3 separate regions of the Sus scrofa genome follow, and regions 2 and 3 are each linked to region 1. The links are chromatin contacts, called in public Hi-C and HiChIP or PLAC-seq maps. All regions are on one chromosome and are shown on one strand. The core of a region is the stretch at or near the end of the contact, and the rest is flanking DNA. Distances in the headings are between cores, read along the strand shown. Region 1 holds the start of EIF5A (eukaryotic translation initiation factor 5A-1). Region 2 holds the start of KDM6B (lysine-specific demethylase 6B). Region 3 holds the start of TP53 (tumor protein p53).

What was found. A called contact is a pair of places that touch in the nucleus more often than the background predicts. HiChIP or PLAC-seq counts read pairs in DNA pulled down with a chosen protein or histone mark.
Region 2: a contact with region 1 is called in a Hi-C map of liver, with 3 times the contacts expected there. The contact joins the promoter of KDM6B here to the promoter of EIF5A in region 1. A contact is called at or near these places in 1 of 5 promoter capture datasets (fetal liver), 1 of 47 Hi-C or Micro-C datasets (liver) and 1 of 2 datasets of contacts at active chromatin or transcription factors (alveolar macrophages).
Region 3: a contact with region 1 is called in an H3K27ac HiChIP or PLAC-seq map of alveolar macrophages. The contact joins the promoter of TP53 here to the promoter of EIF5A in region 1. A contact is called at or near these places in 2 of 5 promoter capture datasets (fetal liver and liver), 2 of 47 Hi-C or Micro-C datasets (heart right ventricle and liver) and 2 of 2 datasets of contacts at active chromatin or transcription factors (alveolar macrophages and skeletal muscle).

The regions. Positions count from the first base shown.
Region 1 is chr12:52,656,708-52,661,225 of Sscrofa11.1, reverse strand. EIF5A (eukaryotic translation initiation factor 5A-1) reads right to left here and starts at 2,186. Exons shown (of 6, transcript XM_021067817.1): 1 at 2,127-2,186.
Region 2 is chr12:53,084,863-53,089,380 of Sscrofa11.1, reverse strand. KDM6B (lysine-specific demethylase 6B) reads right to left here and starts at 2,309. Exons shown (of 26, transcript XM_021067833.1): 1 at 2,050-2,309. It overlaps DNAH2 (dynein heavy chain 2, axonemal), which reads right to left. Exons shown (of 89, transcript XM_013981316.2): 86 at 3,603-3,779; 87 at 3,431-3,505; 88 at 3,121-3,271; 89 at 2,637-3,001. The coding sequence ends at 2,847. LOC110255906 (collagen alpha-2(V) chain-like) reads left to right here. Exons shown (of 4, transcript XM_021066316.1): 3 at 1-87; 4 at 743-1,003. The coding sequence ends at 1,003.
Region 3 is chr12:52,951,950-52,956,467 of Sscrofa11.1, reverse strand. It overlaps TP53 (tumor protein p53), which reads left to right and starts at 2,682. Exons shown (of 11, transcript NM_213824.3): 1 at 2,682-2,793. WRAP53 (telomerase Cajal body protein 1) reads right to left here and starts at 1,794. Exons shown (of 10, transcript XM_003131944.4): 1 at 1,055-1,794; 2 at 809-907; 3 at 591-702. The coding sequence starts at 1,458.

The sequences.
Region 1 (4,518 bases), core at 937-3,436:
ATGCATCAGTCCTGTCGGCTTTTCAGGCCGGGCCTGTACAGTCAGTAGAAAGTGGGGGAGTGAAGAGTGGTGAATGACAATAAAATGAAAGCAAAAGGCTGGTAGTAGTTAGAAAGTAGAATAAATTATACTAAGCTAGGAAAGTTATGGACTCTAAAGCCGGGAACTCCCAAATCAGACCCAACGAGAACGACAGTGACAAGGTGAAGAGCACCTATCACACAGAGTAACTCATCTGCCCAGGACTTTAAGCCGTTGTCGGCATGACCGAGAAGAGTTGGGCTCCCGTCCAACTGCTCTCAGTTTCCCCATTTCGTTGGCCTCCCAGCACGGAAGAGTGCCACTTACACCTGGCTGGCCACCTCGCTTCACAGGAGGATATGGGGGAAAAGCCCCAGGGGCCCATGAGGGGAGAGAACACTAACATATGCCCGCAGACGGCTCTCCGGAGTGATCAGGATCCGGGCCACGGGCTACTCGCACTCCTCAAAATTCCAAGCCCCCTTAAGCGCCCGCGAGGACTAGCTCTCCCCGCGCGGGGGGTTGCCGGCTCCCGCCCACCATGTGGCCGCCCGGGGCTTCCGGTGGCGGGGACCTGGGGGGAGGGGTCCCCGCGCTGCCATGCGGCCCCCGTCCACGTTCGGCCATGCGGCCTCCGACCCCGAGGGCAGGCTGCCGTGGGGGCACTTCCGGTGCTGCGGGCGCCCCCTCCTCAAAGGCCGCGCCAGGCCGGAGCCACGCCGCCTCCCCTCCCCTCGCTGGCCGCCAACCCCCCCACATGCCCTCTCACCGAATAGCCCCCTCCCCCACCTCACGTGGCCGCGCGGCTCCCGGTTCTAAACGGCCCAGGTACCCTTGCCCCGGCGGGCCGATCTGGTCCCCGGCCCTCGTCCCAGCGTGGCCGCCCGGCGGCCTCTCCCGCGTGGCGGCCTCGCGGCTCGCCGTCCCCCGCCCTGCGTCGCTCCAACGTCACCCGGCCAGCCCCAACCGTCACCCCGCGCGCCAACCGGGGCGCGCGCCCGAGCCTCTCCGCACCTCGCGCTGCTGCCCGACCGAACCCCGTGCGGCGGTGGCCGCCGCTCCCCTCTGCCCCCTCCCCGACACTCGCGCAGTTCCATCTCTACTCCCAGGCCCAAACCAAGGTTCCGCGCACGCGCGCCCTGCTCGCTCTCACCTCGCGCGAACGCACTGACTCGACCCCGTCCGCTCGCCGCGAGCCCAACCGCTGCCTCCGAGCCCGCTGCCGCCGCCGCCGCCGCCGCCGCCTCTACCGCCGCCGCCGCTGCTGCTGCACACGGGTCTTAGTACGCAGGCGCCGACTCCCCACTGACCAACCAAGCAGCCCTGTGACAGCCGCGCAAGCGTGCTACCTATCTCCTCCGCCCTCCACCCCCGCACTGCGCAAGCGCACAGACCCTCCCCGATCTCCACCCTCCCTCCTACCTACCCATCCAATGACGCGCATACGTGACCCCGCCCCTCACAAATCCTGAGCTCGTCCCACCGGTAGACAACGCGCAGGCGCACCCGGTTTTTTAAGCCCTTCCACCTCCTCTCCCCTCCCCGGGTTAGACCACCAGCTCTACCGGACAGTCCTTGCGCTTGCGCAGTAAGGAGCCCCGCACTCCACACCCTCTGAAGGAAACGCCTCGGCCTCAAAGCGCATGCGTGTTGGGAATCCTGACCGCCCCTTCCACCTCAGACGTCGTCTGTACGCCAGGCGTTGAAAAGACCACGCCACTGTATTGCTGGTTCTGTCTAGAACGCATGCGTCTTAGGAAACGCCCCACTTCGGCTTTAGCTGGTCTTAAAAGACTCACACGTTTCAGAAAACTTGTGCTGTGGGGTGGGCCCCTTGTCTCTGAGCCCATCCCCCACGGTTCCGCACATGCGCGGCAGAGCCCTTTCGATTCCAGCCGCCCTAGCGCGCTAGTGCTGGTCGGGTTACCACCCTTCTCAGCTTCACTTCTCTAAACTGCGCTTCTGCTCTGCCATAGAGTTTCGCGCGGGAAGATAGAGCGGTCCTGCCCTCAGCCACCATCTTGTTTAAAACCCTGGTCCGTGTTGGTCCCAGTAGTTTCCACAGAGGCCTTTCTACTTCTGATTCCTAAGATGTAGAGACTTACACGGTATTTCTCTTTTTCCTCCACCTAGTCTCCGCCGTCTCCAGAGCAGTCGTCTACAAGCAAACCTAGAAAAAGTTCACTGTAATGAAGAGTGGGGTATCAGATTTCACTGACGTTCTTTAAGTCCTAGGAGGTGTCCGCGAAGCCAGAAACATGCTCTCCCTCGGAATGAGTTTACCTGGCCCTCGTTCTAGGGAAAAAAGCTGCTGCTTTTCCTGAAAGGTTATAATCTTACCTCTCCAGTTCCAGGATTTTCAGCACTACCTGTATGCCTTCATTGCTTCAGTAAGCTAAGTGGACAACAGAATTGTGTAACAAGACAAGCAACTAAGCTGGGCTTGGAATCTGGTTGTTTTGTTTGAGATGTGACCTGCTAGATGGAAACTGCAAACACTCGTTTGAATGAATACATTTATGTAGCATATAATATCATCACCCCCAGCTCTTCCTACTCAGTTTTCTGTGTTTTATGGCATTTGCTTTGAGAGAGAGAAAACAACAACAACAGTCTTCCTGAGAGTATTGTTTAAAAGTCCAATTTCTGCTCTTGTCAAAGATGTATTACATGACCCAACAATTCCAGTCCTAGGTATCTACCTCCCTCCAAAATTAAAAACAGGTATTCACATCCTTGCACGCTAATGTTTACAGCCGCACTATTCATGGTGGTCAAAACGTGGAAACAAAGGGGTTCATTCCCATTGTGGCTCGGCCGGTTAAGAACCTACTAGTATCCGCGAGAGAATGCAGGTTGGATCCCTGGCTTCACACAGTGGGTTAAGGATCCTGCATTGCTGCAAGCCACAGTGTAGGTGGTAGATGTGACTGTGATCCCATGTTGGTGTGGCTGTGGTGTAGGCTGGCAGCTGCAGCTCCCATCGGACCCCTAGCCTGGGAATTTCGATATGCCAGGAGTGGCCCTAAAAAAAATTGTGTTTTTTTTAAATTAATTAATTTTTTTGTCAAAAACTTTTTAAAGGTGGAAACAACCCAAACATCCGTCAACAGATGAATGAGTAAATTGTGGCATGTGTGTGTAATGGACTATGAATCGCCAAAAGGAATGAAGTGTTAATGCATGCTCCAGCTCGATGAACTTTGAAAACATTTTGCTAAGAAGCCAAAAAAGGTCACATGCTTTATGCTTTCATTGATAAGAGATATTCAGAGTAGGTAAGTACATAGAAACAAAAAGCAGACTGGGGGCTTCTCTTGCGATAAAGTGAGTTAAAGATGCGGCACCGTCCCTGTAGGGACTCAGGTCGCTGCTGTGGCGTGAGTTGGATCCTTGGCCAGGGAACTTCCACATGCCGCGGATGCAGCCAAAAAGGGAAAAAAAAAAAAAAAAAATAGCAGATTGGTGGTCACCAGATGTTGGAGATAAGGGGAATGGGAAGTAACTGTTCAGAGGTCATGGGGTTTTATTTTAGAGTCATGAAATGTTTTGGAATTAAACGTGGTGGTTGCACAACGTGTGAATGCACTAAATACCACTGAATCGTTTATTTAAAAATGGTTTTATGTTATGTGAATTTCATCTCCGTTTATAAATTCTTGCACACACATGTTCAAAGCAGCATTATTCATAAGCAGCAACAAGTATAAACTACTTAAATGTCCATCAGCTGATGAAGGGATAAATAAAATATGGTACATCCATGCAATGAAATATTATTCCACACTAAAAAGGAATGAAGTATTGGGTACACGCTGCAACATGGGTGAACATCAGTCACAGAGTTCCCTGGTGACCTAGCAGTTGGCACACGTTGCCGCTGCTGTCGCTTGGGAACTTTTGCATGCTGGGGGCGCTGCCAAACCAAACCAAACCAAACAAACAAAGACTTAGAGAATAACTTCAATAAAACTTCAAAAAAATACAAGATGACAGTCGCAAAAGACCACATAGTGTATTATATCATTTACATGACATGTCCAGAAGAGGCAAGTATCGAGACAGAAAGTAGATGGTCGTTGCCTAGGACTCAGGGCTTAGGGGGAAATGAAGAGATGGAGAGAGGCCGCCAGTGGCTATGGGGCAAGGGGCAGAGGGTGTCTTTTGGGATGAGGAAAATGTTCTAAAATTGGCAATTCCCAGTGAGGTGCAATCAGTGGCATCTTGGGAATGCTGGGACGAAGGTTCGATCTCTGGCCTGGCATTTCTGCAGCTTAGGTCAAAACCACGGCTCGGATCTTATCCCTGGCCTGGGAACTCCATGTGACATGGGGCGACCAAAAGAGAAAAAAAAAAAGAAAAAATTTTTGGAGTGACAATTACTCTATTCAGATATTAAAAAACATTGGGGGTTCCCATTATGGCTCAGTGGGTTGAGAACCCAACTAGAATCCATGAGGATGGGGGTTTGATCCCCTGGCCTCAATTAGTGGGTTA
Region 2 (4,518 bases), core at 1,060-3,559, 430 kb before region 1:
CACGGCAAGAGGAAGAGTTATATAACTGGGAGAAGCGAGAAGGACGAGTGGAGACCGGGAGAGACAGCCCGAAAGGAGCCGAGGGAGGTGCAAAGAGCACCAGGGCGAGTGGGGAAGAAACGATAAGGGATGGGAAGGATTTTGTTGCACATCAAAGAGGAGGAATTCACGCGAGGACAGGTTGTGATGGTCCGGGAAGAATCACCTGGGCCGTCCGGGGCTTCCCCGCAGCGCCCTCCCCCGCCACCAACAGCAGCTGGGCCCGAGCGAGTGAAGCCTCGGGAAGGGCGCAGATAACCGTTCCGTTCCTCTTGGGGAGGCAACCTAAGCCAGAGCCCGGGAAGGCAGCGGCGGAGCATATGGGGCCGGAAACCACAGCTCCGCCCAGCCCACCTGGGACGGTGGGGCGCCAGCTGGGGGTTGGTGCGGAACAGGTAGCTGGCCCCTCCCACCCCAGGCTGAGCAGTAACGGCTCGAGACCCCGAGAACGAAGGCCGGCGGACCCAGACGTCTGGGTCCCCAAGGGCTGAGGCGCTCAGCCCAGGACTAGCTTGCGAACGGAGACTCTAGATGGGGGCGGCGGGGGGCAGCGAGCGCTGACTCTCCGCGCAGGCGCAGGGGGGGTACTCCGGCGCGTGCGACGGAGGGGGGGGTGGGCGCGAGCGTGTGGGAGTGCACGTGCGGGTCCCGGGCAGCTACCCCCTCCCTGCCTCCACCTCTTCCCTCCCCTCTCTTCCTGTAGCTCTACGATGCCTCCTCCACATTGGCTGCCGAGGCCCTGATGTCAGGGGCAGCCGCTGGAGCGGATTGGACGGACGCGAGAGTTGGGGAATCTGGCTCCGGAGTCTCGCTCTCCAGTTACTCTGGCAACAGGGCAAGCAACCCCTGGGAGGGAAGCCGAGCGGGGCACAGCGCCTCGCCTGGGTCCCGCCTCCCTCCCGACACCAACCGCGGACTCGGTTTCAGTGGCATCGCAGGTCGCTGCTCCGCTCCTTCCTCCTAGGGCTCTCCCTGTCTCGAGAACCAGTCGACCTGCCCTCGACCTTCTCCACAGTCTCCCAGCCCCCCATTCTCACCAACTCCCATCCTAAGTCAGCCACAAGCCGCAGCAGACAGGAAGCGAACCTGCGTTGCTTAGTAACCTGCCCGCGTGCCCCCTCCCCACTATTTACCCCTGCTCTGGGAGGCGGAGACTGAGTCCCGACCCCCACCTCCTCCCAAGCCTGTCGCCCCCCCGCCCACACTTTCCTGTGTGGTGGGCAGAGATGACAGGAAGTCAGAGGAGCGCCTCAGCCCACCTTTCCCTCTGGCCGGGGCGGGGGGCTTCGGCTGTTTTCTCGGCCGCATCCCCTACCCCAGGCTCCTGAGTCGCGCTGTGCGTCTTGCTCTCGCCATCTCGTGGCTACAATGGGAAGGTTCAGTGGAGGAGGGCCCGAGCCGAGCGAAGACTGCTAACAGGAGATAGCAGAGCAGGGGCAGGACCTGGGACAAGGAGTCTAGCGGGGTGAGGCCGATCGCAGGGAGGTAAGGTGCAGCGCAGCGGGTGAGAGCGAAGGCTACCGCTGGGAGGCTATCGGGGCCCCCGCTGTGAGGGTCACAGGCAAGGCTCTCCAGGTCCCCCGTGGAAAGAACTGGAGGGAGATTTGACGCAGCCCCGGCACTTGAGACACAACCCTGTCTGACTACACCCTTCCTCAAGAGGCCGTCACGCTGACCTATCTGCAAACCCTGACCTTCGGTCCTGCCCTTCACAGTCAGGGACCGCCGCGCCCCGCCCTAGTGTCGGGAAGGGGAATCCTAGCCCAAGAGGGACGGGGAGTCCTTTCAGGCCCCTCACGACATCCGGAACCCAAGACATCTGCCGCCCAGCTCTTCCCTCACTCCCGCCCTGCTCTCTTCTATAGGACCCAGATATCCTGCGCCCCAGTCTTCTTTCCCGAGACCCGAACGTCCATCCCCAGCTCTACCCTTCCTGCGGCTCAGGCATCCCGCCCCCCTGCGCGAAGATGGTTTCCCTCTTTCCAGATGCCCCCCCCGGCTCCCCGTTACCTAATTCTGGGGTGTCCCAGGTGTTCAGGTTCCACAAGGTCGTCCAGGGGGTCGAGCGGCCCCCCCTCTCCCAGGCCGGGGCTGGGGGGGCCGCTCCGCCCCGTGGCGCAGTTGGATTTTCCAACACAAACACCGCCCCCCTCTCCCCGCGCCCAGCCCCGCCCCCTTCTCATGGTCCCGCCCCTCCCTGCGCCGAAGTCCCTCGCGCGCTCCGCCCCGCCTTCTGGTGGTCCCCGCTCGCCTCGGCGCAGGTACCGAATAAAATGGCGAATGCAGGATGCAGGGTTCAGGGTGGAAGGTACAGGGTCTGGCACTGAACCCTGCCGGACCAACCCCTAATCCATTTGGATCACGCGCCCTTCAAAAGTAAGCCCCGCCCCACCCGCTCAAGCCCTGCCCCCAAGGTTTAGCCACACCTTCTTCAGGGCCCACTGCCTGGCCCCTTCGATCGAGGCCACACCTCCCTTCCTCTGAAGCCCTCCCACTTGCTCCTTTCCCTCTGGTAGCGGCTCGCAGGAGCTCCTGCGTAAAGCCCGGGCTTCCTCCCTCCCCACAACCCCACTATCCCATTGAGAGACTTCGGGCTGGTGGTCTGAGGTGTTTTACTGCACTGAACTCCGATACGATTCCTCCACCTTCATGGCAAGCAGAACTAGGGATTACCAGGTCCCCAGGACAGACAAATTCAACCAAGGTCAAGGCCTGAGTGCGGTCCAGCCTCTATCCGAGGTGCGTTCTCAGCCTTGGCTCCTAGCGTCCTCGACCCTCCCTCAAGCGAGGAAGAAGAGGAGGCCCTCTCAACTGTCCAGGCTCATGAGTAGAGCAGTGCCCCTCTTGATCCAGTGATCAGACGGCATGGTCCCAGAGCGCAGGTCGATGCCAATGACAAAGGATGCACGGTCTGAGCTGCCTGCCCGGTTGGGATAGTAATAGCAGGGACAGGAGTACATGCCTGCGGAAAGGAGAGGAGAAAGAGTCAGACCCTGGAGCCTCTGGGAAGGAAGGGTGGAGCAGAGGCTGGGCTGATCCAGACTAGGGATGGGGCAGGCAAGCTTGAGGGAGCTGTCCCACCCTTGGCACTCTTCTTGCGGCTCTCTGTAGGTCGGAAGTGGATCGTGGGCATGAGGCAGACAAGCTGCATGGGCTCTGCCTCCACCAAGCAGGAGTTCTTCCGGTCCCAGCCGGCACCCTCCAGGTATAGGCCCCGAACCCAGACCCCGTCCTGGGAAGACATGGGGGCAGGTTGAGGGGCAATCTAGTCCCTCGGTTAACAGCACCTCAGTCCTCCCCTCTCAACCAATTGTTTCCCGCCTTTGCTCCCAGCACCCTGCTCCGCCAGAGCCCCCTCTGCTCAGAGCCCAGAAGCACATCTGGCTCCCACCTTGGGTGGATATACTAGGTTGCTGTCGTCCACGGTGGAGACGACAAACTCCCAAGAGAGGCTGTCCACTGAAATCTGGGGATGGAAGGTGAGAATAAGGGAGGACCCCCCAAAGAGGAGAGAAAATACATGTGCCCAGATCCCTCCCCGTCACATGTTCCGCACTGCTCACATTGTTTTGGCGAGCTGAAGACTGCAGCACAGCAGTGAGGAAGCCGGTGGGAAAGGTGAAGCCTGACAGCCAGAAGATCACAGGAGGCCGTGCGCGGCTGGCCCACAGCTCAAACTGTTCCACACGCAGAGCCAAGTCCCGGGTCCATGAAGCCAATGGCTTTTGTGAGGGATATGCCTGGAGGAGGAGGCAGTGTGTGTTCAAATCCTTATTTTGAACACTCAGAGCAGATATAAGAATACATGGTGCCAAATTCCAGGAAAGAAGCATAAAATGACAACTATTTATTTATTTATTTGTCTTTTTAGGGCCACACCCGCAGCACATGGAGGTTCCCAGGCTAGAGGTCAAATCAGAGCTGTAGCTGCCGGCCTTCGCCAGAGCCACAGCAATGCCAGATCCAAACCAAGTCTGCGACCTGCACCACAGCTCACGGCAATGCCAGATCCTCAACCCACTGAGCAAGGCGAGGGATCGAACCCACAACCTCATGATTCCTAGTCAGATTCGTTTCTACTGCACCACAAGGGGAACTCCATGACAGCTATTTATTAACAACAATAGCAACGGTAATATGAACTGGTCACACTGCCACTTTTTTTTTCCTTTTTTTTTGGTCTTTTCTAGGGAGGCACCGGTGGCATATGGAGGTTCCCAGGCTAGGGGTCGAATCAGAGCTGCAGCCACTGGCCTACACCACAGCTCACGGCAACGCCAGATCCTCAACCACTGAGCGAGGCCAGGGATCGAACCTGCAACCTCATAGTTCCTGGTCGGATTTGTTAACCACCGAGCCACGACAGGAACTTCAAACCAGTCACTATTAATGAAGCACATGCTAGGCACTATGCACAGTACCAGGAATCCTTGAAATACCCTTGGAGAGGCTAGTAACTTGCCCTAAGTTTCTAAGTTA
Region 3 (4,518 bases), core at 1,433-3,932, 290 kb before region 1:
ACAGCTGCCGGCCATAACCACAGCCACAGCCATGCAGTATCCGAGCCGCATCTGTGACCTACATCACAGCTCTCGGCAATGCCAGATCCCTCACCCACTGAGCAAGGCCAGGGATTGAACCTGCAACCTCATGGTTCCTAGCTGGATTCATTCCCATTGCGGTATTTAACAAATACCCCTTCATGGTATTTGTTAAACTCAATAATGAACTTGACTGCTTATTGGGTAACATGTTTCCCACACAAGAAAGCAAACCAGTTCTTCATCTGTCTCGTTCATCACTTCACCCCAACACCAAACACAGTAGGTGGCATATTAGTGGTCATTCAATAAATATCTGAAAGTCAATTAAAAACTACGGAGAGAAATCCACTACTCCTTTATGGAAAACATATATTCCTAATGAAAGATAAGCCAAATATCACTTTAAATGACTTCGGAACTGACGGCCGAAAATGCTACCTGTGGAAACTCACGGTGAAAAAATACCCTGTTTGTGACAGGAAACATGTGGACTGTACTTTCTCCATCTACAGGCAGGACTTAAAAGTGCCCTGGCTGAGGAAGGGGCAGTTAGTCCCTACCCTTACCATTTCTGCGTATTCCAGCTGCTCCCCCTCACTGTACAGCTCTGGGGGCAGGTTATAAATCCGCAGGACGTTATCAGCACTATTGGTCAGGATGCAGGAACCATCAGGGGCCCTAGGAGTAGGAGAGAGAAGCCTGGATAGACCTGTATCTTGCGAGTGTTGGGCTTGAGCTGAGCAGACCTGTGGCAGAGGTGAGCCCCCTCCTCATCCTTACTTACCACTTACAGCCTTTCAAGAAGTTCTCAGGTTGGGTGCTGAACTCTGACCAGGAACCGCTAAGAAACCGGGGTAGCTGCGAGAAGCTGTAGTTCCAAGTGCTGGAAGGAAGATGGGGAAGACAAACCTGGGTCGCCAAAGCCAAGGAGAAATGGGCCTGGAGAAGTGGGGCTGAGGACTGGCGGATGAGATATATCTCACATTTCCAACCTCCTCAGATTCCTGAGCCAACTGCCATCAGCACTTACGTGTATCCCTCATCCTCTGGAGCGGGTTCCTCAGACACATCTTCCATGTCTTCTCCCGGCCCCAACTCTGGCTTGTTCGTTTCTTCTGCAGGAAGGCTCACTTTTTCAGAAAGTTCTTGCTCCTCGATTCGAGGGCTCAACTCACTAGGAGTATCAAACTCAGCTTCCAACGGAGTGGAGAGAGAAGCTGGGTCCCCTTCCCCCAGCTCCTGGGACACGGCCGAGCCAGCTCCAGGATCCGGGGATATCCGGGGCGCATCATCCCCATCGGGTGGCGGTGGCGTCTGTTCAGGGTTCGTATTTTTATCCATCGAGGAAGCCTGAGGAGAGAGACGGGCTGCAGCTGGGGCCTGGTCTGAAGGAAGGCAGTCCGGAGCTAACACTGGCGCCTCCGGGGTCTTCATACTGCAGAGGAAGCACGGCAAACATTGGCCGCGGCCAGGCAATCCTCTTCCCGCCGGCTACCAGCTGCCGGGCCTGCGGAACGGCAGAGACCGCCGTAAGTTCGCACGGATCCGGACGCAGAACTGGAGAAACCCAGCAGTGCCTTCTTTCTGCTCCCGGGATAGGACAGAAAACAGCCCCCCGCCCCCAGGCCTCGCGAGGCGAGGCGGGCGAACAGGAATGTTGGAGAGCTCGGCGATCCTTAGCCCTGTCGGTGGCTACGCGCCACCTGTTCTCGCGGGATTTGGGCCCACCATTCGATTGGACCTCCGCATCCCGGATCAGACTTCGCGGGCGACCCACAAGAGGGGCGGGGCAGGGACGTAACAGGTCACGGGTTACCGTTCCCCTCCAGTCCTGAATCTCCTAGTGCCTGCTGGGACTTGTAGTCCGAGAGCTTCTGAGTCAGGGAGATGTGTCTGAGCTCCTCGCGCTATCATTCTTCAAGCACCTACTCCCCTCCCCACCTGCAGAGGGCGCGAGCGCTATATTTGTTTTTACGGGGTTTGAACCTGTTTTGCATCTCAACTCCTCAGACCTCCGTCTCTTTTCATTCATTCAATAAATATTTATCATTGAGCTCTTCTTTGCTACCCAGTACTGTACTGGAAAAGACAAGAATGAATAAGATAGTAGGCAAGGTCTCTGCTCTCCTAACGCTTAGGTTGCTGTGTATTGAAGGCAAGGAACAAATTATTTCAAAACGTGATAGGGTCTAGGAAGGAAATTAAACAAGACAGTGTGATACAACGTAACTAGGAGAATACGTTAGCTTGGAACATTAAGGAAGGTCTTCCTAAAAATTGACATTTTAGCTAATGAGGAACTATCCAGCCATCTGGGAGAGCAGAGTTCCAGGCAAAAGGTGCAAAGGCTGTCTTTCTTTCACCTTCATGTCTGACTCGGGGACAAGTCTTTCAAAATGGTTTCCACCAATTCTGTTCTCACAGATCTGGGTTGTCGAATTTCTTCACCGCAAACTGTCAGTAGCTACAAAACCAACACAGCAGGAATCCTGACTCCCCTCACCCTCACCACCTCCGTCCGTCGCCACCGCCCGCAGGGTAATTGCTTGCCCTTACTTGTCATGGCGACTTTGTGCCAGGAGTCTCGCGATGGTTGCTGGGATTGGGATTTTCCCCTCCCATGTGCTCGGACTGGCGCTAAAAGTTTTGAGCTCCTCAAAAGTCCAGGGCCACCATCCTTGGCGCAGGTAGCTGCTGGTCTCCGGGGTCACCTGACGTCCCGTCTCGAGCGTGCATCCCAGGACAGTGACACGCTCTCCTGAGCTTCGGGTAAGCTCTTAACTGAGCCTGATGAATACTCTATGAGTCATGGGCTCTCGGGTCTGTGTATTTTCAGCTCAGAAGAAAGGAGGATGGAGGTGGAGCGAAAGATTTAGTGATTTGGGGGGGGGGGGGAAATGGAAGTTCTTCTAGCGGCATCAACAGAGGAATGCAATGTTGGGAGGCCTGAGTGTAGATGATAGGGATGTTAGGACCAACCGAACTAAAAAGCTGAACACCTGCGCCGGGTAGTGGGGCTTTGGGGAAAACTTGAGCCTGCCTAAGGGGTTCTTCCCCACCACCGCCACCACCCCATTTCAGTACCCGGTGTGGGGGAGCCCTTAATAAGACACACAAAGCATCAAGGTCCGAGGCTTTGGGATCTTGGAACTTTGGGGATTTATGGCTCGAGATTTTAGTGCGTATGGCATCCCAGTGGAACCCTGGACTCCATTCCGAAGTGGTTATCCGGAGTGCTCCGGGAAGTCCAAGGTGCTAACTTCCGGACCTTTGTCCTTTCTTGAGTGAACTTTCCAACTGGCCTTCAGCGCCTCAGGATGGAGAAAGTCCATTTAAAGGCTGTCAGTTGTGGAAATGGGACATGCTAAACAAGAGGTTTGCCCGCGAAGCCTCGGAGGAGTAACCCGGCCGGAGAGGCCCGGGAGCCCTGTTATTGTTTGGCTCTGCATTTACATTTCTGCCACTCGCAGGAGCATTTCCGGTTTCTTTTCTTCGGAACAGCCCACTATTCACCCGATGTGAGGGAAGTAGAAAGAGAAAAGGTCTTTTAAACTGGTTCCTATTGCTTGCTGCAAGGGGCTGTTAACCCCCTCTACCTTTTTTTTGTCCTTCATGGACTACTTAGCCACCGCTTTTGGGAAGGAAAAAGCATTTGTTATGATGCAAACCTCAGTCCCTCCCCCTCTTGTGAATGGTGTGCTCCTTCCTGGTTGTCTGCTAACCAGGCGGACGCTACCATTGCCTGGGGCGGTTTTCTTTTCTTTAAATATCAGAAGGCAAACCTTGGGTATCTTCGAGAATGGGTACATCTGAGATTTAAACGATAAAAAAGCATAACGATGGGGTTGTTTGTTTGTGGCAGAGAAACAATTTCTTCTGTATCCGGCTTTGGGCTGAGCCATCCCCATTTTCGGACGCAGAATGAACGTCGTGAAAGCGGAAGGGGCGGGGCTTGGAGAGGGGCGGGGACGGAGCTCCCAAGTGCAGCCCTCCGGTCCCGGCTAGTTCTCGCCTGCGGGAGGCGGCTTGACCCCGCGCGGAGTCCGTCGAATGCTCTCCTGGGGCATCTTCACCATTTAGGGCGCGGTCGCCTACCTCGCACCTGCTGCGAATCAGACTCTGTGGGCGGTACTTACGCGCTTTTTTTCTAAATCGAGGTAGCATTTACACTCACCTCCTATCAAAATACAAGTCTCATGCTTCTTTCCAGTTTATCTTTAACCCTCCACCTTCATTTTGATTTCTGTCCTCATGGAATAGTTTTGCCTGTTGGAGAACTGCTTTATAAATGGAATCATACAGGTCGTGCTCGTTTGTGTCAGACTTCTTTCCTTCAGCAAAATCTTTGTAATGCACCCATTTTATTGCATGTGTCAGTGGTGTATCAGTATCTTGCTCCTTTTCATTTAATGTGTTGCACTGGATGAATAAACCATCCATTGTTTATCCATTCTCCTCGTGGTGGCCTTTTGAGTTGTTTCCTGTTTGGGATTA